Linked DNA regions of Mus musculus: all the other regions are linked to region 2. Evidence: chromatin contacts called from public Hi-C and promoter capture Hi-C data. All regions are on one chromosome and are shown on one strand. Each heading gives the region's core, a stretch centred on a gene start, on an enhancer-like site or on the middle of the called end of the contact. The rest is flanking DNA. Distances are from core to core; before and after follow the strand shown. Region 1 holds the start of Sf3a1 (splicing factor 3a, subunit 1). Region 2 holds the start of Ykt6 (YKT6 v-SNARE homolog (S. cerevisiae)). Region 3 holds the start of Nefh (neurofilament, heavy polypeptide).

The links. Promoter capture Hi-C pulls out the DNA fragments that hold promoters and counts their contacts. A called contact is a pair of places that touch in the nucleus more often than the background predicts.
Region 1: a contact with region 2 is called in a promoter capture Hi-C map of liver, with 7 times the contacts expected there. The contact joins the promoter of Sf3a1 here to the promoter of Ykt6 in region 2. A contact is called at or near these places in 2 of 39 promoter capture datasets (both in liver).
Region 3: a Hi-C map of B cells shows a contact between it and region 2, with 5 read pairs. The contact joins the promoter of Nefh here to the promoter of Ykt6 in region 2. A contact is called at or near these places in 2 of 39 promoter capture datasets (liver and pre-B cells), 1 of 484 Hi-C or Micro-C datasets (B cells), 1 of 115 datasets of contacts at active chromatin or transcription factors (bone marrow-derived macrophages) and 1 of 9 other capture datasets (macrophages).

The regions. Positions count from the first base shown.
Region 1 is chr11:4,159,062-4,161,777 of GRCm38.p6, reverse strand. Sf3a1 (splicing factor 3a, subunit 1) reads right to left here and starts at 1,424. Exons shown (of 16, transcript NM_026175.5): 1 at 1,228-1,424; 2 at 611-732. The coding sequence starts at 1,290. It overlaps Ccdc157 (coiled-coil domain containing 157), which reads left to right and starts at 1,485. Exons shown (of 12, transcript NM_001164620.1): 1 at 1,485-1,619.
Region 2 is chr11:5,954,507-5,957,206 of GRCm38.p6, reverse strand. It overlaps Ykt6 (YKT6 v-SNARE homolog (S. cerevisiae)), which reads right to left and starts at 1,449. Exons shown (of 7, transcript NM_019661.4): 1 at 1,203-1,449. The coding sequence starts at 1,306.
Region 3 is chr11:4,946,695-4,949,394 of GRCm38.p6, reverse strand. Nefh (neurofilament, heavy polypeptide) reads left to right here and starts at 1,331. Exons shown (of 4, transcript NM_010904.3): 1 at 1,331-2,337. The coding sequence starts at 1,461. It also overlaps a transcript of Ap1b1 not described here.

The sequences.
Region 1 (2,716 bases), core at 175-2,674, 1.8 Mb after region 2:
TTTTCTCTTTTAAGGATTCTAAGGACAAACTAAACATCTGCAGACTGGATAATGATGCTGGCTGCCAAAAGAATACTCTATAAGTGCCCTAAGCCAGGAGATGTGTTGACCGTTGGAAGTCAAGTGGCCCTTAGAAGATTCCATCCAAGGGTGCAGAAGTATGTGGGATGAGGAGGTTGAGGAATCCTGACCAATGTTCACCTTGCCTGGAAACTAGCTAACATGCTGAACAGCTTGCTCTGGATTCAGCTGAGGCTCTGGGAAAGTCGTCCTTTCACAATGAGAATAATCAACTCTTCTTTTTCTTTCTTCAGGTTAACACAGCATATGCACATCAGCAGCCACAAAGAAGCTACCAGGAATTTCCACAGACTTGTTTTGGAAGCAGAAACTCCTAGTGACTACACAGCTAGGCATGGCTTTCACTGCGATTACTGTTGTGGTATGTCAACCATACCAGTCCTATCTATCACCTACCTCATTGCTCTCCTGTGGTTTTGGAAGAAGTAAGGAGTCTAAGCCAGAGCCTCTAGAACTCCCCATGATGCCCCTGTGCTGCTTTAAAAGACCTTTATACTACAAGTTCCCTCTGTGCAGAAGCAGCTGTTACCTGGCCACAAAACTGGCAGTCTTGTCGACGATGTTCCTGACCTCCGGGGGAGGGTAAATAATGCCGACCACTGGCTTGGAAGGGGTGGGATCCTCCTTTGACGATGCTTCTTCTTCAATTGGCTGTGAAAACAGAGAAAAGGTAGTAAGGGCTTCAAGTCCCCGGCTCGGATTAGGCTATCATAAACGCTCCATGATACTGACAGGAACGTCTGTCCTGTAGACTGCAGACTCTCTTGGGTTAGCATCCGAGGACGCAGTTAAAAACAAAACAGGGCAAGTTTCCTTAGCCATACTGTATTTACGCAGCCATTCCTAATCTAGGGGAAAGAATGATTTGCTTAGCTCTCCTCTTTTTGAATGGAGGCTTCGTGGTTCACATAAGACCCCAGAGGAAGCCGGGGGTGCAGGTCCGCATGCTGGTTTTGAAAAGTCCGGTTCTAGGGATATCTTTTTCGAGACCAGAAGGCAACTCAGCGCGCTGACTCCTGGGACTTGCAGTCCCTCCATGTCCTTCGGGGTGGCCTGAGCTTCCAGCAGCAGTGCCACAGCGCCCGCGCGGAGGGGAGGAACGAGGCCTCCAGCAGGCCTGCAGGCAGGGAGCGCGGGGCACGATACCTGTTTGGACTCAGTGGCTACTGGCGGCGGCGGGGGTACCGCCTGCACGGGTCCGGCCTGCATGACTGCGACGCTCAGGGCTGCCAGTCCACCTCGGTGGCGACAACCGGTGCGACGACAAGATTAAAGATCACCACACGAAGTATCCAACTCAATGACAAGATGGCGGCGACCCAGAGAGAGAAGCCGCGGGAGCACTTCCGGTCCCGCCCTCTCGCCGTTTCGCACTTCCAGCCCCGCCCCGCCTGCTCCGTGGCGCGGTACGCCGTTGCCAAGGCAGCGGCCTGGGCTCCCAACTTAGAGTTGCGAGGCATTCTCGGAGCCTCAGACGCTCTGGAGGAAGTTCTGTGAGCCAGACAGACACAGAGCTGAGGCTGCGACGCCGGAGACAGGTAAGCCATTCCACATCCTCTGACTCTGAACTTCCCTCCTGACTCTGGCCGGTTCCTCGCCCCCTCAGCGCCCCACCCCTCGCCCCTGTTTCTTTCCTGTTTGGCCTGGCATTTTGAAGATGCCATAGAGTCCCACTTACTACACCTTTAGCCCCATTTTTTGGTTCAGCACCACCTCCTCTGCATCCCTCCTTACAGAGTCCAGGACATGGTGCTAACACCTTTAATTCCAGGAGACAAAAAACGAAGCAGATCTGAGTTCAAGGCCAGCCTGGGACAGAGCAAGTTCTAGATGAAGAAAAGCATAATTCAGGCGTAGTGGTACATATCTTTAATCCCAAGAGACAAAGCCATGCAGATCTCTGAGTTCAAAGTCAATTTCCTGAGCAAGTTTCAGGATAGCCAAGCTTAGGCAGTGAGGGAGTTGAAAAACAGAAAGCTGGTAAGATAATAAAGGGGATCAGGTTCCAGCCACAGGAAGCAGAATTTGGCTGTGTGGCTCTGGCTTTAGAGTCTAGAGTAGAAGGGATTGCTGGGACAGTTGATGCTGGTTAGCTGGAGCTAAGAAATTAGTGATTAAGACGAGACCAGCATCACTGAGGTGAAATCTTCTGGGAAGTGTTTTCTGAGAGCACAAAGAAGCTGTGTTCCAGAGATAGCCATGGTTGTTGCTGCAGCTGTACTTGGCAGTGTGTAAGAGTTACCCAGGCAGTATTAGTTTGAAGGCATGAAGGTGTCATGAAGAGCAGCTGAGGCTTGGCACCGTGAGAGGCCAGGGAAGGCCATTGGTGAAGGTGCAGTTACAGTTACAGTTGATGGCCCAGGACTGAAGGGGTCATGCAAAGGAGTTGAGGCTTGCCCCATGAAGAGAGCCTATGAGAGGCTCTTGGTGAAGCCTAGTTGCAGTGGTAGACCCCAGTGTATTGGAGATGCCAGTACGATAAGATGATAACCAGGAACAGCAGCAGCAGTTGGCTGGAGTCAAGCAGAGCCTAGAGTGCTTCAGAGGGCAGAGCTGGAGAAGTGATGCCAGCCCTTTAGAGGATCCCCAAAAGATCATGTGTGGATCCCAGACATTGGAATAAAAGTTAGATTAA
Region 2 (2,700 bases), core at 200-2,699:
GTTGGTTGGTTTGTTTGTTTTTCCTTTTGATGTATTTGGGATCAAACCCAGGCCCCTCATGCAGCAAGCAGTCTCCTGAATGAACTATTTCTCCACTCAAGCTACCTTCCAACCCCTTGGCAAACACTATTCACATAACTATAATCCACAGCAACTCATGTCCATCAGCGGATGGATACATAAACAAAACATAGTGTTTACATAAAACTCAATACTGTATATATTTTAAAGGGGAGAAAAATTTGGTATCTGCAGAAACATAGGTCAACCTTGGGGTCATTCTGCTTAGTAAAATCAGTGGGACACAAAAAGCCAACTACTATATATCCCACTTATATGAAGTCATTAGAACCATCAAAAGCTGAGACACAACCTGAACAAGCAGATTTCCCCAGACGTTGAGTCAAGATGACCACAGGTCCTACCCTGTTGGGCCCTTTTCCTTTTGTGTCTGAGTCACTCCCACAAGACTGGGTATCTGTGCAGCTTACAATTAAAGCACCCCACAATCCTTTACATGCCTACAAGCAATACAAATCCAGTGGTTCCTGCCTAGCTACCAGTGTGGACCCTTCCTGATAATCAAGGCCCAAACACTAAAAAGAATGAGTTTGACCCCTGACTCCCAATCCTTGAGGAATCAACGATTTTACTCATAAAAGAAACACCTCCATACAGAACTTCTGGAAAGAGCTTTGACCAGCGACTTTCACAAACTGTGGGCTGCAACCCCTTTGGCAAACCTCAATCTCCAAAAATACATATGCATAACAGTAGCAAAATTACAGTTATGAAGTAGCCACGAAAATAATTTTATGGTTGGGGGTGGGAGGGTTCCCTCAACATGAGAAACGGTACTAAAGGGTCGCAGCGCAAGGAAGGTGAGAACCACTGGCAACGACGAAATACAAAGGTTAAGACACCAAACACTGGTTAAATCACAGGGTGCGAGGCGTAGTCAACATACTTATTTCTGAGTCCGGAGATCCCAGATCAGAACAGTTGGCAGCGCGTCTGTAATCAATGGCCTTCCAATCTTTCTACAACTGGGCAATACCGCGTAGGGCAGAGCCCTTTCCCAGGGTTGCTAACGACTCCTCAGGTACAGCCTGCCGCCCGAGGGAGGCCAAAGCCGTGCTCGCCCTTCGAGAGACTCGACTCCCTGGACTCCGGGTCCAGCCACCCGGGCCCGGCCCACTTACCTGGACCTCTGGAAGAAACTAAAGGAAGACACGTCGTACGCGGCCTTGAGCAGCACCGCTTTCGGATCGCCTTTGTAAAGGACACTAAGGCTGTACAGCTTCATGGCGCCGCACCTTCGGGCCGCCGGCTGAGCCCCAGACCCGCTCCCAGGAGCGCGGCCACAGTCCCTCAGAACAGCGGCGGCCGCCTCCTGACGGGGCCCGGCCGGCTTCTTCCTCCTAGAGTAAGGCCCACTTCCGGTTCCGGTGGCGAGTTGCTCCAGCCGCTCCTCGGAGGCCCGAAGGCAGGGTACGCGCGTGCGCGGACGGGTAGCTAAGCGGCGGGGCGCGCCCGCGTCCGCCCGGGTCGGCGCCAGGAGGCTCGGTCTCCGCCTGCGTGGCAGTGCCTTGGCGCAGGTTCCCTTCCGGGCTGTCGCGCGGACCCTGGCTGCCGGTGGGGAGTGCTGTGCCGTACCATCGCTCTTTTTTCCCCATTCTGCTAGAAAAACAACCCGTAGCTGTCCCCACTCTATACTTTTGTTGCATTCTATGTGTAACAGCACCAGGCTACCCAACCTCTTCCCTGGGTGTCCCAAGTACAGACGACTAAAAGAAAGGCCCTTCATCCTTTCTCTTGCAATAATAAAAATCAGAAACGTCACTGGCTATGGCCACTCAGCTTGGACACACTTGTTCGACAAGCCAGGCGGCCAGAGGTGTCAGCTATATTCACCTGCACTGACACCATGGCTCCACAGGCGGCAGACGGAGAACCATTTCTGAAGAAAGCCTCTTTATCCAAAGTTGTACAAAATTACCAGGATAGTGACCTTGCAGAAAGAGATGTGGATTAAGAAAATTGATAGCAAGAAGCAGACCTTGGGCTTCCAATGTGAACAGCAAAATGCTTATCAAACTCCCTTACAGCCACTCTTGGCACCTCTTCCTGCTTTTCTCTGACTTTACCCAGCCTCCCTTGGTCCCAGGAAGTCTCATCTAGAGATATGCGAACTCCCCAAGCCAAGCTTGTTAATCAATTTCAAATGACATTGTTTTCCCCTGCGTTTCCCCAGCTGTTATCCAGCCTGAATTCGGTCCCAGTACTTCCGCACCGCAAAAGTTACCCCCCCCCCCCAATCTGTTGGACTCAAAAAATACCTTTTTTGTAGACATGTTGGTAAAAGTGATAAACTATCAAATTCCAAGTCCTGCTCATTGCAGATGTTTAACAATGACGACGATGGTTATTTGCACCATTACGTTAAATGACAGAAAGAAAGAAAGAAAGAAAGAAAGAAAGAAAGAAAGAAAGAAAGAAAGAGGAAGCAAGCCTCATGAGAGGCCGAAGGTGCCCTTGAGGCTGTTAGAAGCAGAGCTTTAAAGGGAGGCTAAAATCTGAGCAAGGTCTACAGATTAGATAAGAGCACTATATCTTTATTTCCAGCTTTCAGTCACTGACTGCCCTGACCTTATAAGAGAAGTCTCTGGTGCATGCATGCATGCACACTAACACACAGTA
Region 3 (2,700 bases), core at 82-2,581, 1.0 Mb after region 2:
ATAGCGGCACGGGCGGCTCCGTCCACTAACACCGCTTTTGACCGGAAAACCAAACCAAGAACGAGCCGTATAATAAAGCAAGAGCTCCAAGTCTAAGCCCCTCCGCCGTCCCCGCCCTTTCACCTGAAGCCTCAGTAGGGCTCATGATGGAGGTCGGTGGACTTTGGTACTGAAAAACCACTCCACCACTTCCTCGGAGCATGAAAGGGGATGCTTACGGCAGTACTGGTTCATCTATTCTGGAAAAGGAATGAGATGCCAAGATAAAGCAGAAAAATCGGGCAAGGAAGGGAGAAAGACAAAGTTCTCAGGTGAGAGGAACTGGTTACTATTCCGACTGGCAATATGTGGGTTCTCCTCCCCAAAATCAGCCAGACATTTCCCAAGTTCGAACCTCCTAGGGGCACATGGGAGCTTGGAGCTGCATCTTGTCTCTTGCACACAAGGGAAAACCAAACATAGGAGAACACAATTTGTACAAGGTCATTCAGCTAGCGAAGCACAGAAGCTAACCCCACCCTGTGGCAGAACTTGGCTTCGGTGTTGAGGCTCTTGCTGCCTACTGAGGGACCCCCTGTTCTTCGTAGGCAGTTTTCCTTTCCGGGCAAGAGGAGACTCCACTTTCCAGTCGTGGCCACTGGAATTTTTAGAGAGCACCACGTTCCTCTCACCCAGCGCTCCCTTTCTCCGTCTGCAGTGTTCTCCTTCTCAGGGTAGCTTTGCGGTCCTTTCAAACTCCACGCCCACCCCAACCCCAACCCCGAAGCCAGCTGTACAGTTCCTTAAGCCCCTTTGGGTGGCCCAGGGCCGCTGTAGTATCTGGGGAACACTGCACCGCCAGCTAGAAGGTCCCCATTTATCATCAGTAGCATCCATCATGCAACCCCATACAGAATCCCTTCGTGGGTGACTGCAGTCTGCACTCCTCATCTCAAGGTCCTCTCTAACTATCAGGGAACCAACCCTGTGCTGCTTCTCAAGTGGGGGTGTCCTCTCATAGTAATCACTGCAGTCTCCCACTGCTTCAACCCGAAGGCGCCCTGACCCATCAGTTCTGCAATCCTCTCCCTATTTCCAGTGCCCTCTCTTATTCTGAGGGTCTTATTCTGACTAATAGGGTCTTCCGACATGCACCTGGAGGTCTGCACTTGTCCGCTCCGGAAGTCCTTTACTCCTTGGTCTGACCTCGGGAGGCTCTACTGACGATGCGTCGATTCCCCTTCACTCCTGGGTCGTCCCCCCCAGCCCCGCCCCTCTCACTGCGGAGAAGCCGGTCGGCCCGGGGCCGCGGGGGAGGAGGTGGAGAGGGTGGGGCCCTCCTCCCCAGCCCCCCACTGCCGAGGGGCCGGACCGGGCCACCGCGGATATAAAAGAGCCGGAGTCCCAGAGCTGCCGCAGTGCTGCCTGCCCCGTCCCAGCCCCGCACTCCCGCTCCGCTGGCGGCCGCACCTGCTCCGGCCATGATGAGCTTCGGCAGCGCCGATGCGCTGCTGGGCGCCCCGTTCGCGCCGCTGCACGGAGGCGGCAGCCTGCACTACTCGCTGAGCCGCAAGGCAGGCCCGGGCGGCACGCGCTCCGCGGCCGGCTCCTCCAGCGGCTTCCACTCGTGGGCGCGGACGTCCGTGAGCTCCGTGTCCGCCTCACCCAGCCGCTTCCGCGGCGCCGCCTCGAGCACCGACTCGCTAGACACCCTAAGCAACGGCCCAGAGGGCTGCGTGGTGGCGGCGGTGGCGGCGCGCAGCGAGAAGGAGCAGCTGCAGGCTCTGAACGACCGCTTCGCGGGCTACATCGACAAGGTGAGGCAGCTCGAGGCGCACAACCGCAGCCTGGAGGGCGAGGCGGCGGCGCTGCGGCAGCAGCAAGCCGGCCGCGCCGCCATGGGCGAGCTGTACGAGCGCGAGGTGCGCGAGATGCGCGGCGCCGTGCTGCGCCTCGGGGCGGCGCGCGGGCAGCTGCGCCTGGAGCAGGAGCACCTGCTGGAGGACATCGCTCACGTCCGCCAGCGGCTGGACGAGGAGGCCCGGCAGCGTGAGGAGGCGGAGGCGGCGGCGCGCGCCCTGGCGCGCTTCGCGCAGGAGGCGGAAGCGGCGCGCGTGGAGCTGCAGAAGAAGGCGCAGGCGCTGCAGGAGGAGTGCGGCTACCTGCGGCGCCACCACCAGGAGGAGGTGGGCGAGCTGCTCGGTCAGATCCAGGGCTGCGGGGCCGCGCAGGCGCAGGCTCAGGCCGAGGCTCGCGACGCCCTCAAGTGCGACGTGACGTCGGCGCTGCGGGAGATCCGCGCGCAGCTCGAAGGCCACGCGGTGCAGAGCACGCTGCAGTCCGAGGAGTGGTTCCGAGGTGCGCGGGAGCGCGGGGTGGGAAGGGGTCGCCCCCTCCTGGCGGAGCAGTGAGCAGCCCGAGAGGACTCCTCTCAGAAGTAGCTAGACCCGCTGCGAGGTGCATGCCACCTGACAAAGTAGCGGTTTTACCCAGACCCTCCCTTGGGGCGCCCCAACTCTGGATTTTCCTTTAGAAAAAGGAAACCACCCTCCACATTTTTTATGTCTGTAATTAAACACCGGGGCCAACCCCTGTGCCCCACACACTGTTAGACCCCAGATTCAGACTGATCTCCCATCTGAAATGGAGCAAGCCCCGTCTGGACCCAGCGTATCAGGTATCCAGCAGCCGCTTGCCATGCCAACTCTGCCCACCCTTTCT